Regions from separate parts of the Mus musculus genome. Here regions 2, 3, 4 and 5 are each linked to region 1. A link is a contact called in public HiChIP or PLAC-seq data. All regions are on one chromosome and are shown on one strand. Each heading gives the region's core, a stretch centred on a gene start, on an enhancer-like site or on the middle of the called end of the contact. The rest is flanking DNA. Distances are from core to core; before and after follow the strand shown. Region 1 holds the start of Zfp993 (zinc finger protein 845). Region 2 has its middle 28 kb from the start of Gm13212. Region 3 holds the start of Zfp982 (zinc finger protein 982). Region 4 holds the start of Zfp988 (zinc finger protein 988). Region 5 holds the start of Zfp978 (zinc finger protein 978).

The links. HiChIP or PLAC-seq counts read pairs in DNA pulled down with a chosen protein or histone mark.
Region 2: an H3K4me3 HiChIP or PLAC-seq map of embryonic stem cells shows a contact between it and region 1, with 6 times the contacts expected there. The contact joins the enhancer-like site here to the promoter of Zfp993 in region 1. A contact is called at or near these places in 22 of 115 datasets of contacts at active chromatin or transcription factors (the 230-238 cell line, CD4 single positive thymocytes, bone marrow-derived dendritic cells and 6 more).
Region 3: a contact with region 1 is called in an H3K4me3 HiChIP or PLAC-seq map of embryonic stem cells, with 11 times the contacts expected there. The contact joins the promoter of Zfp982 here to the promoter of Zfp993 in region 1. A contact is called at or near these places in 5 of 115 datasets of contacts at active chromatin or transcription factors (PVALB interneurons, bone marrow-derived dendritic cells, embryonic stem cells and 1 more) and 1 of 9 other capture datasets (embryonic stem cells).
Region 4: a contact with region 1 is called in an H3K4me3 HiChIP or PLAC-seq map of embryonic stem cells, with 11 times the contacts expected there. The contact joins the promoter of Zfp988 here to the promoter of Zfp993 in region 1. A contact is called at or near these places in 2 of 115 datasets of contacts at active chromatin or transcription factors (embryonic stem cells and stem cell-derived neural progenitor cells) and 1 of 9 other capture datasets (adipose tissue).
Region 5: a contact with region 1 is called in an H3K4me3 HiChIP or PLAC-seq map of stem cell-derived neural progenitor cells, with 5 times the contacts expected there. The contact joins the promoter of Zfp978 here to the promoter of Zfp993 in region 1. A contact is called at or near these places in 2 of 115 datasets of contacts at active chromatin or transcription factors (embryonic stem cells and stem cell-derived neural progenitor cells).

The regions. Positions count from the first base shown.
Region 1 is chr4:146,511,378-146,514,258 of GRCm38.p6, forward strand. It overlaps Zfp993 (zinc finger protein 845), which reads left to right and starts at 1,472. Exons shown (of 7, transcript XM_030253976.1): 1 at 1,472-1,500. It overlaps Zfp981 (zinc finger protein 981), which reads left to right. Exons shown (of 5, transcript NM_001243138.1): 2 at 1,408-1,500. It also overlaps the pseudogene Vmn2r-ps16.
Region 2 is chr4:145,555,369-145,558,249 of GRCm38.p6, forward strand. No RefSeq gene overlaps it. Among named protein-coding and RNA genes, the nearest start is that of Gm13212, 28 kb to the right of the region's middle. Within about 2 kb of position 1,488, at least 11 of the 459 cell types and tissues checked have an H3K27ac peak or open chromatin away from gene starts, as enhancers often do. A contact at or near this core is called in embryonic stem cells and expanded potential stem cells, where this site is marked.
Region 3 is chr4:147,441,626-147,444,506 of GRCm38.p6, forward strand. It overlaps Zfp982 (zinc finger protein 982), which reads left to right and starts at 1,489. Exons shown (of 5, transcript NM_001371348.1): 1 at 1,489-1,914. It also overlaps the pseudogene Gm13161 and the pseudogene Vmn2r-ps19.
Region 4 is chr4:147,304,091-147,306,971 of GRCm38.p6, forward strand. It overlaps Zfp988 (zinc finger protein 988), which reads left to right and starts at 1,514. Exons shown (of 4, transcript NM_001384232.1): 1 at 1,514-1,685. The region is part of intron 1 of Zfp978 (zinc finger protein 978); the gene reads left to right.
Region 5 is chr4:147,123,443-147,126,323 of GRCm38.p6, forward strand. It overlaps Zfp978 (zinc finger protein 978), which reads left to right and starts at 1,440. Exons shown (of 5, transcript NM_001378742.1): 1 at 1,440-1,885. It also overlaps the pseudogene Vmn2r-ps18.

The DNA.
Region 1 (2,881 bases), core at 222-2,721:
AAATCAAGGCTGAATAATACTAGGACAAGGGCCAAAAAGGGTATATCGGTGGTCAAGCGCCTGGGCCCCGGCTCAGGGCCAAGAACCGATGGTACCCACCTGGGCCCCGGCTCAGGGCCAAGAACAGATGGTACCCAGATAAAGCGGAACCAGCAACAGTTTCTGAAAAAGTCCCACCTCAGTTTCAGGTTCCCCAAATGACCAGGAAATACCCCAAGCCTTGATTTAAACTAACCACTCAGCTCGCTTCTCGCTTCTGTACCCACGCTTTTTGCTCCCCAGCCCCAGCCCTATAAAAAGGGTAAAAACCCCACACTCGGCGCGCCAGTCCTCCGATAGACTGAGTCGCCCGGGTACCCGTGTTCCCAATAAAGCCTCTTGCTGATTACATCCGAATCGTGGTCTCGCTGATCCTTGGGAGGGTCTCCTCAGATTGATTGACCACCCACCTCGGGGGTCTTTCAATGCTACAGGCAGTTTTATAGGCAACTGTAGTTTCCTATGAGGCTTTATTAGTTTTCTAAGACATGCAACCTGCAGCACTTCAATAAGATACCTGGTTCTTGTGCTGGTGGTGAGGTTAATATTTGGCTTTTCAGTCTGAGGGAGAAAGCATTCAGAGATACTGGCTGGTTCCAAACTGCACCAGGCTATCAGGTGGGGGGAGGGGAATTGAGGGTGTGTTGGAGGATAGAGGGGCAGGCCAAGAGATAACCAGCAGCCAAGAAAGCACCTATCCAACTATGACTTAATTGATATGTTAACAGGTACCCCAGGTAGCCATTCTTCCTGAATTTCTTTGAATTTTTCCAAGGTTCAGCCCAGCAGGTGATGATTTCAGGAGTAGATATTTTAATAAGTGGAAAATTTACTATGGATTTTTTTTTTCTTTTTTTTCTTTTTTTCTTTTTTTTTTTTTTTTTTTGGTTTTTGGTTTTTTCGAGACAGGGTTTTTCTGTGTAGCCCTGGCTGTCCTGGAACTCACTTTGTAGGCCAGGCTGGCCTCGAACTCAGAAATCTGCCTGCCTCTGCCTCCCAAGTGCTGGGATTAAAGGTGTGCTACCGACAGGCTTTTACTATGGATTAAGACAAAATTAGACAACATCTTTTGAATAATCTTGATCACTTACTTACTGGATTACTGTCTGGATTCTGGGTCAGAATAATTTTCTTCCAGTCTTCCCTCCTCCTCTTCTGTGTTGCTTGGAAAAAGACTCTGTATGTGTATTAACTGTGTGGCTGACTCTCACATCTTTAGGGTAAACTGGAATACTCGGAGAAAAATAGGTATTCTCGTGATATCTTCTCTTTCCTTCATATTGATCCTTTTCTCGGGCATTGACGTCTTTCATTTTTGTTCCATGAACAGTTCCATGTTCATTCTAAACTATATTTTCTCACTTTCAGGTCTCCATATGCTCAGTCAAATCTCCATAACTGTAAATCAACACTAAGAGCACTGGATAGTTAAGGTCAAGGAGACTCTCACAAAGGATCCAGGTATGTTAGAGGTATTGAACAAGGGGTAGAGTGGGGCTCACCTGCCAGTACAAAGAGGACATGAATTTGATTTTGCCAGATTCTATTTCCTTAATGATTCTGGAAAAGAATAATATTAGATGTGATGATATGGATTTACCATGGAAGGCAGTGCTGTCAGCTGTCACTTGATGTCAATATTTAATTAATTTTGATCCTAGGAAATTGCTGCTGCCCATTGAAATCAAAGTTTCTTTTACCCAGATTGAAAGCAGCATCAGTCTATGGGTTTGACAAGGGCAATTTATACATAAAGCAAATATCATCAGTAGATTCCCTCCTAGGGCCTGTGACCTTCCTTACCGGATTTTTAGGCAGATTTTCACTGTAATCTATGGATTTTTTTTTCCTGTGGAGCTTGAAACAGAAAACCTGTTACCCACAGATAGTCAGTCTTGCCAGTATCATAAAAATTTCCATGCCTTGTCTGACAGATTCACATTGCAGCAAGTAGGTTGCAAACCTGAGTATATACATTGATAACTCTGCTTCCTGCCCCAATTTGCCTAGCAGTTTTTGTTACTATGGAAGTTACCACCAGGATGTCTAAGATGTCTGTTGACAGTGTCTGATATGAGGTGGTTTTCTCCAGAAGATCTACTTGCTTTCTGAATCACCTATTCTATCCACTCTAAATGTTTTCCTGTCCTTGACCTGTGTTCTTATTGATATTCTGTGTTGCATTAATCCCCATTAGAGTGGAATAATTATTGTTGACCTTCTCTGTACTGGTTGCTTTAGTTTTGAGTCTGTTTGCCTTATTTCTGAGGTATGTTTCTTCTCTTCTATTCTTGAGAGCTTTCATACTGAGCAGTGTCTACTTTTTACCACAGGGCTGTATAAGTAAGTTTCATTCTCCTACTGTCACTGTAATTTGGGAGGATTCCTGCCTACATCTATTAACCTAGGCCTAGTCATGTAAGCTTCTAGTCTCCATACAGTATTATCTAGGCCTAGTGTGTTTTCAGCCTCTGAAATTTGCTGCTGAATAAGCTCCCCCCCCCTTTCTTTCTTTTTTTCTTTCTTTTTTTTTTTTTTTTTTTTTTTTTTTTTTGGTTTTTCGGGACAGGGTTTCTCAGTGTATCCCTGGCTGTCCTGGAACTCACTCTGTAGACCAGGCTGGCCTCGAACTCAGAAATCCATCTGCCTCTGCCTCCCAAGTGCTGGGATTAAAGGCGTGTGCCACCAAGCCTGGCAAGCTCCCCCTTTCTTATTCCTTCTCAATGCTTAACTAGCTCGTTCAACTCGGTTTTTCCAGCTCAAACTCCTCTCCGAGCTGAGTTCTTCTTTCAGACACTGAATTGTTCCACTTGGCCTTAAATTAACTGTAGAAATCTTTTCT
Region 2 (2,881 bases), core at 238-2,737, 960 kb before region 1:
GGGTGGATATAAATTGAGAGAGCATGTGAGATTTTTTTTCTGCTTATATTTTTATTTCATACTTTAAACTTTACTTTATCCTAATTTTGATGTATAGGTTTTCACTGAATATTAAGTTGTGATTTTAATCTCCTTGAGGACAAGTTGTTCTTCATGTACATACAAATTCTCTGCAGAGTCCTGTAAATATATAAACAGATCTTCTCCCAGAAAAACATCAGTCATTTTTATTATCCTGTTAATAGGTCTTTATTTTATTAGGGGCTAGAAAAGTTTAAAAAATTGACTTATTTATTGTTATATAAAGTATTATAAGGAGATCAATAATTATAATTTTACTTTTTTAAAAAGATTTATTTATTTATTATATGTAAGTACACTGTAGCTGTCTTCAGACACTCCAGAAGAGGGCATCAGATCTTGTTACAGATGGTTGTGAGCCACTATGTGGTTGCTGGGATTTGAACTCCAGACCTTCGGAAGAGCAGTCGGGTGCTCTTACCCACTGAGCCATCTCACCAGCCCTACTTTGTAATTTAGATGTCTATATCTTTTAAGGTTTGATGAGCTCATTCTACAATAGCCTGTCCCTGTGAATTATAGGAGATGTCAGTGGAATATGAGAAACTAAGAGTCAAACACCAATTTTAATACGCCTTTTAAGTTTAATATGCCTTTTAAGTATTTTCTGATTTTGAGGCCTTGGCATTATAAACTAATAAAACAAATACTGTATCATATCTTTGAAGGTTTCCCCAGGTTAGGCAAAGGTATAAATAACAATGAGAATTCAGCATATATACATACAGGAATAAAAGCAAACTTTCCCAAAGACAGGACATGTGTAACATTTGTCTGTTTTAAATCCCAGGGATATAGGCTCATCAGGGGTTAAATACCCAAGCTGAGCTAACAGATTTGCAGGAATGCAGGAGCAGTTTTCTGAGTGCAGTGGTGATTTGTAATGTAAGATCTTGCTATGTTATCTTCATAGGAAAAGCAACAAGCTTTTGTTAAGAAATTAAACTAAGCCAGGCATGGTGGCGCACGCCTTTAATCCCAGCACTAGGGAGGCAGAGGCAGGTGGATTTCTGAGTTTGAGGCCAGCCTCGTCTACAGAGTGAGTTCCAGGACAGCCAGGGCTATACAGAGAAACCCTGTCTTGAAACCCCCCCCCCCAAAAAAAAGAAATTAAACTAATCCTTACCTTCATATATCTGATCAGGAAGCACAGAATGACCTTGCACATGTCCAGTAGAGAAAAGATAATTTCTAATCTGAAGTAAGACTTGTAATTCTGAAAGTTGGGGTTCTGAAAATTGTAAAATATCTGTTCCACAGGTTTTAAAAGGGGGCTTGTCCTTCATATTTAAAAGACAATGTATCTCAGATGCCTAGTGTTCAGGAAGTTGTATTGGGAGAGTATTTGAGGTACCTCCTTAAGCTGCAGCTGCTGTGCCTTACTCCCAGAACATTCAGCAGCTTTCACCTTCAAGGTCAGTGGAGCTGTTGGGATGGGAAATGGGCAGGAGCAGAGCAGGGGTGTGGAGCAGGGGTGCAGTTTCTCCTGCCACACTCACAATTCTGTTGTGGGTATCTTACCATTTTTAGGAAGTTTGAGATTCTATGAACCTGGGGGTTTTGGTGATGCTTGAATTAATTGTATACTTGCCAGAATATTTTTCTAAATAACCTCTTCGATCCTTGGCAGCCTCTGTAGTTTGTACACAGGAGTTCTCTTTGATAAAGCCTCAATAAAGCTCCTTGAACTCAAATTCTCCCATGTTTCTTAACTCCCCTGTTTCTCTGTTTGCTACTTCATTTCCCTTTTAACAGGGGACTGAATAGACATTCCAAAAGAGCTTTGTAGATATTAGTTATATGAGGGACCATTGCAGATTTCACCGAATTAGAAAATGTAGGTTATAAAGCACCATCAAATGGCTGTAAATATTAACATTTACTGAGTAAAGTTACAATCTCCATTAATTTTACACTGAGGTATATGCAGGTTTTGATGTAAATACAGCATTCAAAATGTGTCTTCATAGGATTAAGTATTAATGTTACACCTTAGGTTTGAATGAAAAACAAAGACAAGATTGCTGCAAAGTATGGCTGAAGAGAAGATATATTGTTGGTTCTGTTAAACCAGAGAATCGCCAGAGAAAAATGAATTCCACCATGTGGGTAAGCTTTATTAGATATTACATCCTGACTAAGAGATGGACTTGGGTCACATGCTACAGGGGGTTGTATAGGCTATGAGGATTTATCATTTTCCTAAGACTTGCAACCTGCAGCATTCCAAGAAGTTACCTGTTTCTTGGGCTGGTGGTGCTTAGAGGTTATAATATATGCCAGAGGACCAGGCACAAACCTATACAGGCCCTGTGTTTATTGCTTTTTTCTCTGTAAATTCACATGAACCTGGTTCATTTGATTCAGATAGCCTTTTCTCCTTGGGTCCTCTAACACATCTGGCTATTTCATTCTTTCTCACATGCAGTTGCCTGACCTATTTTGGGGTAGGTTTGATTTAAAGGTCTGTGACAAGGACTCTTGTCTTTACTTAACATCTGTGGGTAGGTTTCTGCATCTCTTCCTGTCTGATGCAGGAGGAAGCTTCTTGGATGGTGACAGAATAAGACACTGGTCTTGAGTATAACAGAATATCATTGGGGATCACATCGTTGATATTTTTCCTTGAGTGGTAGTGTTTGTTTTTCCCCTGGGTGTTTATTTTATCTACTGTGTGGTTCCTAGCTACTCATGCAGAATTGGTTATGAGTTTCAGCTTACAGAGTAGGATTTACGTCAAAAGAGACATTGGTTAGCTTTTCTTACATGGTTTGTGCCATCATTCCCCTAGCATATCTGG
Region 3 (2,881 bases), core at 239-2,738, 930 kb after region 1:
AAGACCTTAATATAAAGCTGGATACACTAAGTCTAATGGAAAAGAACGTGGGGAATAATCTTGAACTCATGGGTATAGGAGACAACTTTCTGAACAGAACACCAATGGCTCAGGTTGTAAGACAAACTATTAATAAGTGGGAACCTTTGAAGCTGAAAGGCTTCTGTAAGGCAAATATATTGTAAATAAGACAAAACAACAGATAACAGAATGGGAAAAGACCTTCACCAACCCTACATATGACAGTGGGCTACTATCCAAAATATATAAAGTACCCGAGAAGTCAGCCACCAACAAACCAAATAATCAATTTTAAAAATGTGATACAGAGCTAAACAGAATTCTCAACAGAGGTACAACAGTGCACCCACGAGGAAGACCCAGCTCTGCTGTGCTCATGCCATTGAGATTACGTCACTTGCAAGCCCCATATGCAGGGACAGCTCTACTGTGCTGTGAGATGCAGGGCCTGCTGTCTCAGCTGCTAGGAAGGTGAGGATCACAATCAGCTCTGCTGCTCTCATGACTCCCTTGAAGCCAACTCATCTGCCCCCAGCTAGTATCAAGGGACAGTCTCCTGCCACCTTCTGATCCACCTTCCCTTTATCTGCCCAGTTATCAGCTCTCCTTTATTTTACAAATTTAGGTGGGGAGCTGGTTTACAAGAAATCACCTGAGTCAGACTCATTCCTTGTTCACAAATCACAGGAGAATGGAATTAACATCAAATATAATTAGCTCTGGGGCTATTCATAACATTTCCTCCTTTCTGTCCAATTAAAAGACTATTTTATCTCAGATATAATTGAACATAACTATTATTATTTTGTAATTTATAAAGTACTAGAGACCTAACACCCAGTCCATCATCTTTGTTAATTAAACAGAACCTCTGTCATGTATCTTTACTTAAAAGACTTATAATTCTACATCTGCATATATCTTGGCTTTATATTGAATGCCATCTTAAAACCATCCTCTCAGAACTGTTCCTCTCAAAGAAAAAAACCTGGGTTGGCTAGGAGACTACGCAGTTTTTCAACCCCATCAGAAATCCAAGAATGACTGATATTAACTGAAAATATAAAGAAAGCCTAACACAGCTTCCAAAACTTAGCCAATTTACAGAGATCACGGATCACTTGGACAGTCCCTTACTTCAACATGTTGGAGCACTGGTATTCAGCTTATTGCCCCGGGGTCATCTGACAGACTTAGAGAAACAGAAATATTTTTTAATATTTTTTATTAGATATTTTCCCCATTTTCATTTCCAATGCTATCTCAAAAGTCCCCCATACCCTCCCCCCGAGAAACAGAAATATTAAGGAGTAGCTTACTAAGGGGACCCACTTAGCCAACTCAGGTAGCTTACTAGAAAGCTCACTTGAGGAGTGGATCTGGATTAAGGGGCCGGAGGCGGGTCCTGGGCACTAACGGTTTCGACCCCGCACCCCGCCCTCCGCGCCGCACCCGAGTGGCCCCCAGTCGAGCGGGCCCCCACTTCTCGGCCCGACCCAGACCCTTCTGCGCCTCCCTTGGCCTTTGTCCGGCTCCAGGAGGCCGGCCCCGCGCCCCCTGGCAGCCGCCGGTGCCCGAGCACGCATCAGCCTCCTGGCTACATACGCGAGCTCGGGGAATCTGTGGCCTCCGTGACCCCTCTCCCCAGCCCGCCTTGTTGTGGAGCCCGGCGGGGCGGCGACTGCCAGGGCCGGGTTTGCGGCGCTCAGGAGAGGCCCCGGCTCCGCCCCGGGCCTGCACAGGGGGAGAGCGGAGCGGTCAGCAGCCGGGTCGGGTCGGGGCCCCTCCCGAGAGGAGAGTGAAGCGGCAGCGGCGGCAGAAAAGATGGAAGAACTGCATAGCCTGGACCCACGAAGGCAGGAATTACTAGAGGCCAGGTTCACTGGAGTTGGTGTAAGTAAGGGACCACTCAACAGTGTGTCTTCCAACCAGAGTTTGTGCAGCGTGGGGTCCTTGAGTGATAAAGAAGTAGAGACTCCTGAGAAAAAGCAGAATGACCTGCGAAATCGGAAAAGGAAAGCTGAGCCATATGACACTAGCAAGGGAAAGGCACTTCTAGGGGGACATAAACTTAGTGATTCCTTTGAGTTTGCTGGGGGAAGCGGGCCAGGAACCAGCCCTGGCAGAAGTGTTCCACCAGATGCATGATCCTCACGGCAACATTCCTTATCCAATCCCTTACCGCTTCGAGTAGAACCGCCTCTGTATGGTTTAGATGGCAGTGCAGCAAAGGAGGCCTCAGAAGAGCAGTCTGCTCTGCCCACCCTCATGTCAGTGATGTTAGCAAAACTGCGACTTGACACAGAGCAGTTGGCACCACAGGGAGCTGGCCTCTGCTTCACTTTCATCTCTGCTCAACAAAACAGTCCTTCTTCTATGGGTTCCAGTGTTTGAAAGTGACCTGTGATTGTGGAAGCTGCAATGAGGATACTGTCTTTTTGTTGTTGTTTTGTTGTTCTTTGTTTGTTTGTTTGGTTTTTTTTTGTTTGTTTGTTTCTTTGGGTTTTTTTTGTTTTTTTGAGACAGGGTTTCTCTGTATAGCCCTGGCTGTCCTGGAATTCACTTTGTAGACCAGGCTGGCCTTGGACTCATAAATTCCCCTGCCTCTGCCTCCCAAGTGCTGGGATTGAAGGCGTGGGCCACCATTCCCAGCGGTGATAATGTCTTTTCTCCATCACATGTTTATTAGTGCGTGAAGTGTTCAGAGGATTGGCACACCATCACAGAGCATAGATTACTATTGCATCCATACACCTTTGACATCTCTGGCCTATGGAGACCCTTTGAGAATGGATCTGGCCTATATGCATCTATGTTTCCCTGCCTTCAGAGGTCTGATTCTTGGGATTTTTGTGACTCA
Region 4 (2,881 bases), core at 264-2,763, 790 kb after region 1:
ATGAGAAAATATAAAACTCACCACAATGTGTAACAAGTAGCCCTGCATTGTGAAAGGTGTCCATGGGCTCAGAACCCTGTTCTCTAAAGAAAGACCATCAGGTCTGGGCTTGTGCTTCTGAGCTCTCACTTCCATGCTGGCCTAGAATCCATTTTAACCTCTCACAGTCATTACTACAGGTTTTGAACCTCAGAGGTCACAAGAGAATCCTAGAACTCATTACTTTTGTGAAAAGAGTTCACTTCCAGCCATATTCTCTAAGGCAACTTGGGTAATTCTGGAGTCTCCTTTCCCCAGCATATGAAGATATGCATGGGTGTACTTAGAGTATTATAGAGCACAATCAGGGAATCTTCTATGAACAAATGGCTAAACAGTGCAGTATGTATTGTAGGACTCTTTCTATATTTTCCCTTCCTTCCTTCCTTCCTTCCTTCCTTCCTTCCTTCCTTCCTTCCTTCCTTCCTACCTTCCTTCCTTCCTTCTTTCCTTTCTTTATTCTTTCTTTCTTTTGCCAAAAATCTAGACACTTTTTCAAAGGAATTTTTCTTAATTGCCTCACCCTCCAAGCAGTAAATAATATTGTGCCTAAACCTAACATCACTTTAATTCATCATTTTCTTTGACTAAGGTATCCAGCTCCTCTACCTTTTGTCCAAGTCTAATAATCTGTGTCTCACACGTTCTCTATGAGTTATTATTATTCGCCTTACTGCATTTTCTTTTCAGGCTCTTTTCCTTGTTTATTTCTAAGCACATATTGAACAAAATTTTTATATCCTATGTTGTCCTCCTTTCCTTCAGGCTTTTGCTATTATTCTCTTGCCCACGAATAATTTTGTTCCTGTCCTCTATCAATTGACATATGTGGCTTACATACTTTGATCTCTTTTATCATGACTCTGGATTTTCTATTCTTTACCTAGGATATCATGTAAATTGCTCTCTTTATAAGATACATACATAGTTGATAGTTTGAGCCAAAGACATTTTATCTTAGTTTTACTTTGTTTTGGGTATTGAGCACCAGAATTCAGAGGGATTGCTTAATTGTGTGCATTTTTAGCCCACAATGTGAGAAGTTAGGCAGGATCCGTTGTATCTGAAGGGTTCAGAACCCAGGTGCAGTGTCCTACTACATTCAGTTCTGGTCTAGTCTGGCAGCAACCTTGTGGGAAGCTGAGCAGAGTAGGTCCTGGGAAGTTGTGTTTCCAAAACAGAGTTGGAGGAGTGGTTCCTGATGGGGAGGGTGGGCCTCCTGCATGATTAGATAAGATTAAGAAAAAGACAAAATAAAAACAAAGAATCAATCAATCAAAAAAATCAATCAATGAATTAAGTAAGTAAGTAAGCAAGCAAGCAAGCAAAAATCCAAACCAACAATATTGCCCTGAAGAACTGGGAAGCTAATTAATTAAAAAGTCCTGAAGGAGGTGTGCTTAGGAGAATGGCAGGAAGCTACTGAGTATTGGGCGGGTCCAGAAGGAGTGGCTCTGAGGAACCAGGAGAAAGTGACAGGAAGTTCCACCATTCCAGCATTCTCGATGTATCTCGGCTGCCTCGTGGCCAGGAAGTCATGGAGGGAAACTAGTGCCTAGTGTTTGCAGAACCTGAAAACTTCTTTAAGCTACACTTGCTGTGCTGGCCTCCTAGGACATTCAGCAGCTGGTCCTGTCACCTTCCAGGTCAGAGGAGCTGTTGGGCTGGGAAACGGGTAGGAGTGGGGCAGGCGTATGGAGCAGGGGTACATTTTCTGTTGCCACTCTTACAATTCTGTTGTGGATATCTTACCATTATCAGGAAGTTTGAGTTCCTGTGAATTGAGTTTATGGTGATGTTTTAATTGATTTTTATGGTTGCCAGAATATTTTTCTAAAACAACCCTGTAGATCCTTGGCCCTCTCTGGACTTTGTATACCAGGAGGGTTGTCTTTGCAAAGGCCTTAATAAAGCTCCTCGAATTCAAATTCATTCATGCTTTCTTTTTTTTTTTTTTTTTTTTGAGATCAGATTTATTTATTATATGTAAGTACACTGTAGCTGTCTTCAGACACACCAGAAGAGGGCATCAGATCTCTTACGGGTGGTTGTGAGCCACCATGTGGTTGCTGGGATTTGAACTTCAGACCTTCTGCTGAGCAGTCGGGTGCTCTTACCCACTGAGGATCTCACCAGCCCTCATTCATGCTTTCTTAACTCCCCTGTTCCTCCATTTGCCATTTCATTTCCCTTTCTCCAGGGAACTGAATAGGCATCTCCAGAGAACTTTGTAGGTTTTTGTCATATGGGGACCAGTGCAGATTTGATCGAATTAGAAAATATTCCTCATAAAGCACCATCATATGGCTGTAAATATTAACATTAATAAGCAAAGTTATAGTCTCCGTTAGCTGAACACAGAGGTATATGCATACTTTGATGTAAATATATCATTGAGAAATGTGTCTATATATGCTTTGATATTAATGTCACACTGTAGTGGCTATTCCTGGTTGTCAACTTGACTATATTTGGAATGAACTACAATCCAGAATTGGAAGGCTCACCAGTGACCCTTATCTGGAGGCTTGGAGATCCTTATCTGGATCTTGTTTTGAAGATCTTGAGCCATAGTGGCTATGGATTCCAGAAGATTGAATCTCCGAGTTTAAGGAACACACCTTTAATCTGGGCTACGCCTTTCATCTGGGATTAAAGGTGTGGTGGAACACACCTTTAATCTGGGCTACACCTTCTGCTGGAGACAATATAAGGACATTGGAAGAAGGGAGTCTAGCTCTTGCTCCTTCACCTGCTTGCTGCGTGAGACTGAGTAACTGCTAGATCCTTGGACTTCCATTCACAGCTGCGACTGAATCATTGTTGGGAATTGGGCTGCCGA
Region 5 (2,881 bases), core at 190-2,689, 610 kb after region 1:
AAAGAATGTGGGGAATAGTCTTAAACTCATGGGTATAGGAGACAACTTTCTGAACAGAACACCAATGGCTCAAGGCTGTAAGACAAACTATTAATAAGTGGGAACCTTTCAAGCTGAAAGGCTTCTGTAAGGCAAATATATTGTAAATAAGACAAAACAACAGATAACAGAATGGGAAAGACCTTCACCAACCCTACATATGACAGTGGGTTACTATCCAAAATATATAAAGTACTCAAGAAGTCGGCCACCAACAAACCAAATAACCCAATTTTTAAAATGTGATACAGAGCTAAACAGAATTCTCAACAGAGGTACAACAGTGCACCCATGAGGAAGACCCAGCTCTGCTGTGCTCATGCCATTGGGATTACCTCACTTGCAAGCCCCATATGCAGGGACAGCTCTACTGTGCTGTGAGATGCAGGGCCTGCTGTCTCAGCTGCTAGAAAGGTGAGGATCACAATCAGCTCTGCTGCTCTCATGACTCCCTTGAAGCCAACTCATTTGCCCCCAGCTAGTATCAAGGGACAGTCTCCTGCCACCTTCTGATCCACCTTCCCTTTATCTGCTCAGTTATCAGCTCTCCTGTATTTTACAAATTTAGGTGGGGAGCTGGTTTACAAGAAATCACCTGAGTGCAGACTCATTCCTTGTTCACAACCACTCACAGGAGAATGGAATTAACATCAAATATAATTAGCTCTGGGGCTATTCATAACATTTCCTCCTTTCTGTCCAATTAAAAGACTATTTTATCTCAGATATAATTGAACATAACTATTATTATTTTGTAATTTATAAAGTACTAGAGACCTAACACCCAGTCCACCATCTTTGTTAATTAAACAGAACCTCTGTCATGGATCTTTACTTAAAAGACTTATAATTCTACATCTGGATATATCTTGGCTTTATATTGAATGCCATCTTAAAACCATCCTCTCAGAACTGTTCCTCTCAAAGTAAAAAACCTGGGTTGGCTAGTAGACTGCAGTTTTTCAACCCCATCAGAAATCCAAGAATGACTGATATTAACTGAAAATATAAAGAAAGCCTAACACAGCTTCCAAAACTTAGTCAATTTACAGAGATCACGGATCACTTGGACAGTCCCTTACTTCAACATGTTGGAGCATTGGTATTCAGCTTATTGCCCAGAGTCATCTGACAGACTTAGAGAAACAGAAATATTTTTTTAATATTTTTATTAGATATTTTCCCCATTTACATTTCCAATGCTATCTCAAAAGCCCCCTATACCCTCCCCCTGAGAAACAGAAATATTAAGGAGTAGCTTACTAAGGGGACCCACTTAGCCAACTCAGGTAGCTTACTAGAAAGCTCACTTGAGGAACCGATCCTGATTAAGGGGCCGGAGGCGGGTCCTGGGCACTAGCGGTTCCGACCCCGCCCTCCGTGCCGCACCCGAGTGGCCCCCAGCCGAGCGGGCCCCCACTTCTCGGCCCGACCCAGACCCTTCTGCGCCTCCCTTGGCCATTGTCCGGCTCCAGGAGGCCGGCCCCGCGGCCCCCCGGCGGCCTCCGGTGCTCGGGCCCGCGTCAGCCTCCTGGCTCCATACGCGAGCTCGGGGATCTGTGGCCTCCGTAGTCCCCCTCCCCAGCCCGCCCTGTTGTGGAGCCCGGCGGGGCGGCGGCTGCAAGGGGGGGAGGGGCGGGGGAAAGGGGTTGCTGCGCTCAGGAGAGGCCCTGGCTCCGCCCCGGGCCTGCCCAAGGGGAGAGCGGAGCGGTCAGCAGCCGGGTCGGGTCGGGGCCCCGCCCGAGAGGAGAGTGGAGCGGCAGCGGTGGCAGAAATGATGGAAGAACTGCATAGCCTGGACCCACGAAGGCAGGAATTACTAGAGGCCAGGTTCACTGGAGTTGGTGTAAGTAAGGGACCACTCAACAGTGTGTCTTCTAACCAGAGTTTGTGCAGCGTGGGGTCCTTGAGTGATAAAGAAGTAGAGACTCCTGAGAAAAAGCAGAATGACCAGCGAAATCGGAAAAGGAAAGCTGAGCCATATGACACTAGCCAAGGGAAAGGCACTTCTAGGGGGACATAAACTTAGTGATTCCTTTGAGTTTGCTGGGGGAAGCTGGCCAGGAACCAGCCCTGGCAGAAGTGTTCCACCAGATGCATGATCCTCATATCAACATTCCTTATCCAATCCCTTACTGCTTCAAGTAGAACCGCCTCTGTATGGTTTAGATGGCAGTGCAGCAAAGGAGGCCTCAGAAGAGCAGTCTGCTCTGCCCACCCTCATGTCAGTGATGTTAGCAAAACTGCGACTTGACACAGAGCAGTTGGCACCACAGGGAGCTGGCCTCTGCTTCACTTTCATCTCTGCTCAACAAAACAGTCCTTCTTCTATGGGTTCCAGTGTTTGAAAGTGACCTGTGATTGTGGAAGCTGCAATGATGATACTTTCTTTTTGTTGTTTTGTTGTTCTTTTTTTTATTTGTTTGTTTCTTTGGTTTTTTTTTTTTTGTTGTTGTTGTTGTTGTTTTTTTGAGTCAGGGTTTCTCTGTATAGCCCTGGCTGTCCTGGAACTCACTTTGTAGACCAGGCTGGCCTCGGACTCAGAAATTCCCCTGCCTCTGCCTCCCAAGTGCTGGGATTGAAGTCATGGGCCACCATTCCCAGCGGTGATAATGTCTTTTCTCCATCACATGTTTATTAGTGCGTGAAGTGTTCAGAGGATTGGCACACCATCACAGAGCTTAGATTACTATTGCATCCATACACCTTTGACATCTCTGGCCTATGGAGACCCTTTGAGAATGGATCTTGCCTATATGCGTCTATGTTTCCCTGCCTTCAGAGGTATGATTCTTGGGATTTTTGTGAATCACCCAGCACCTTCCATCTGGAAAGCCAGTAG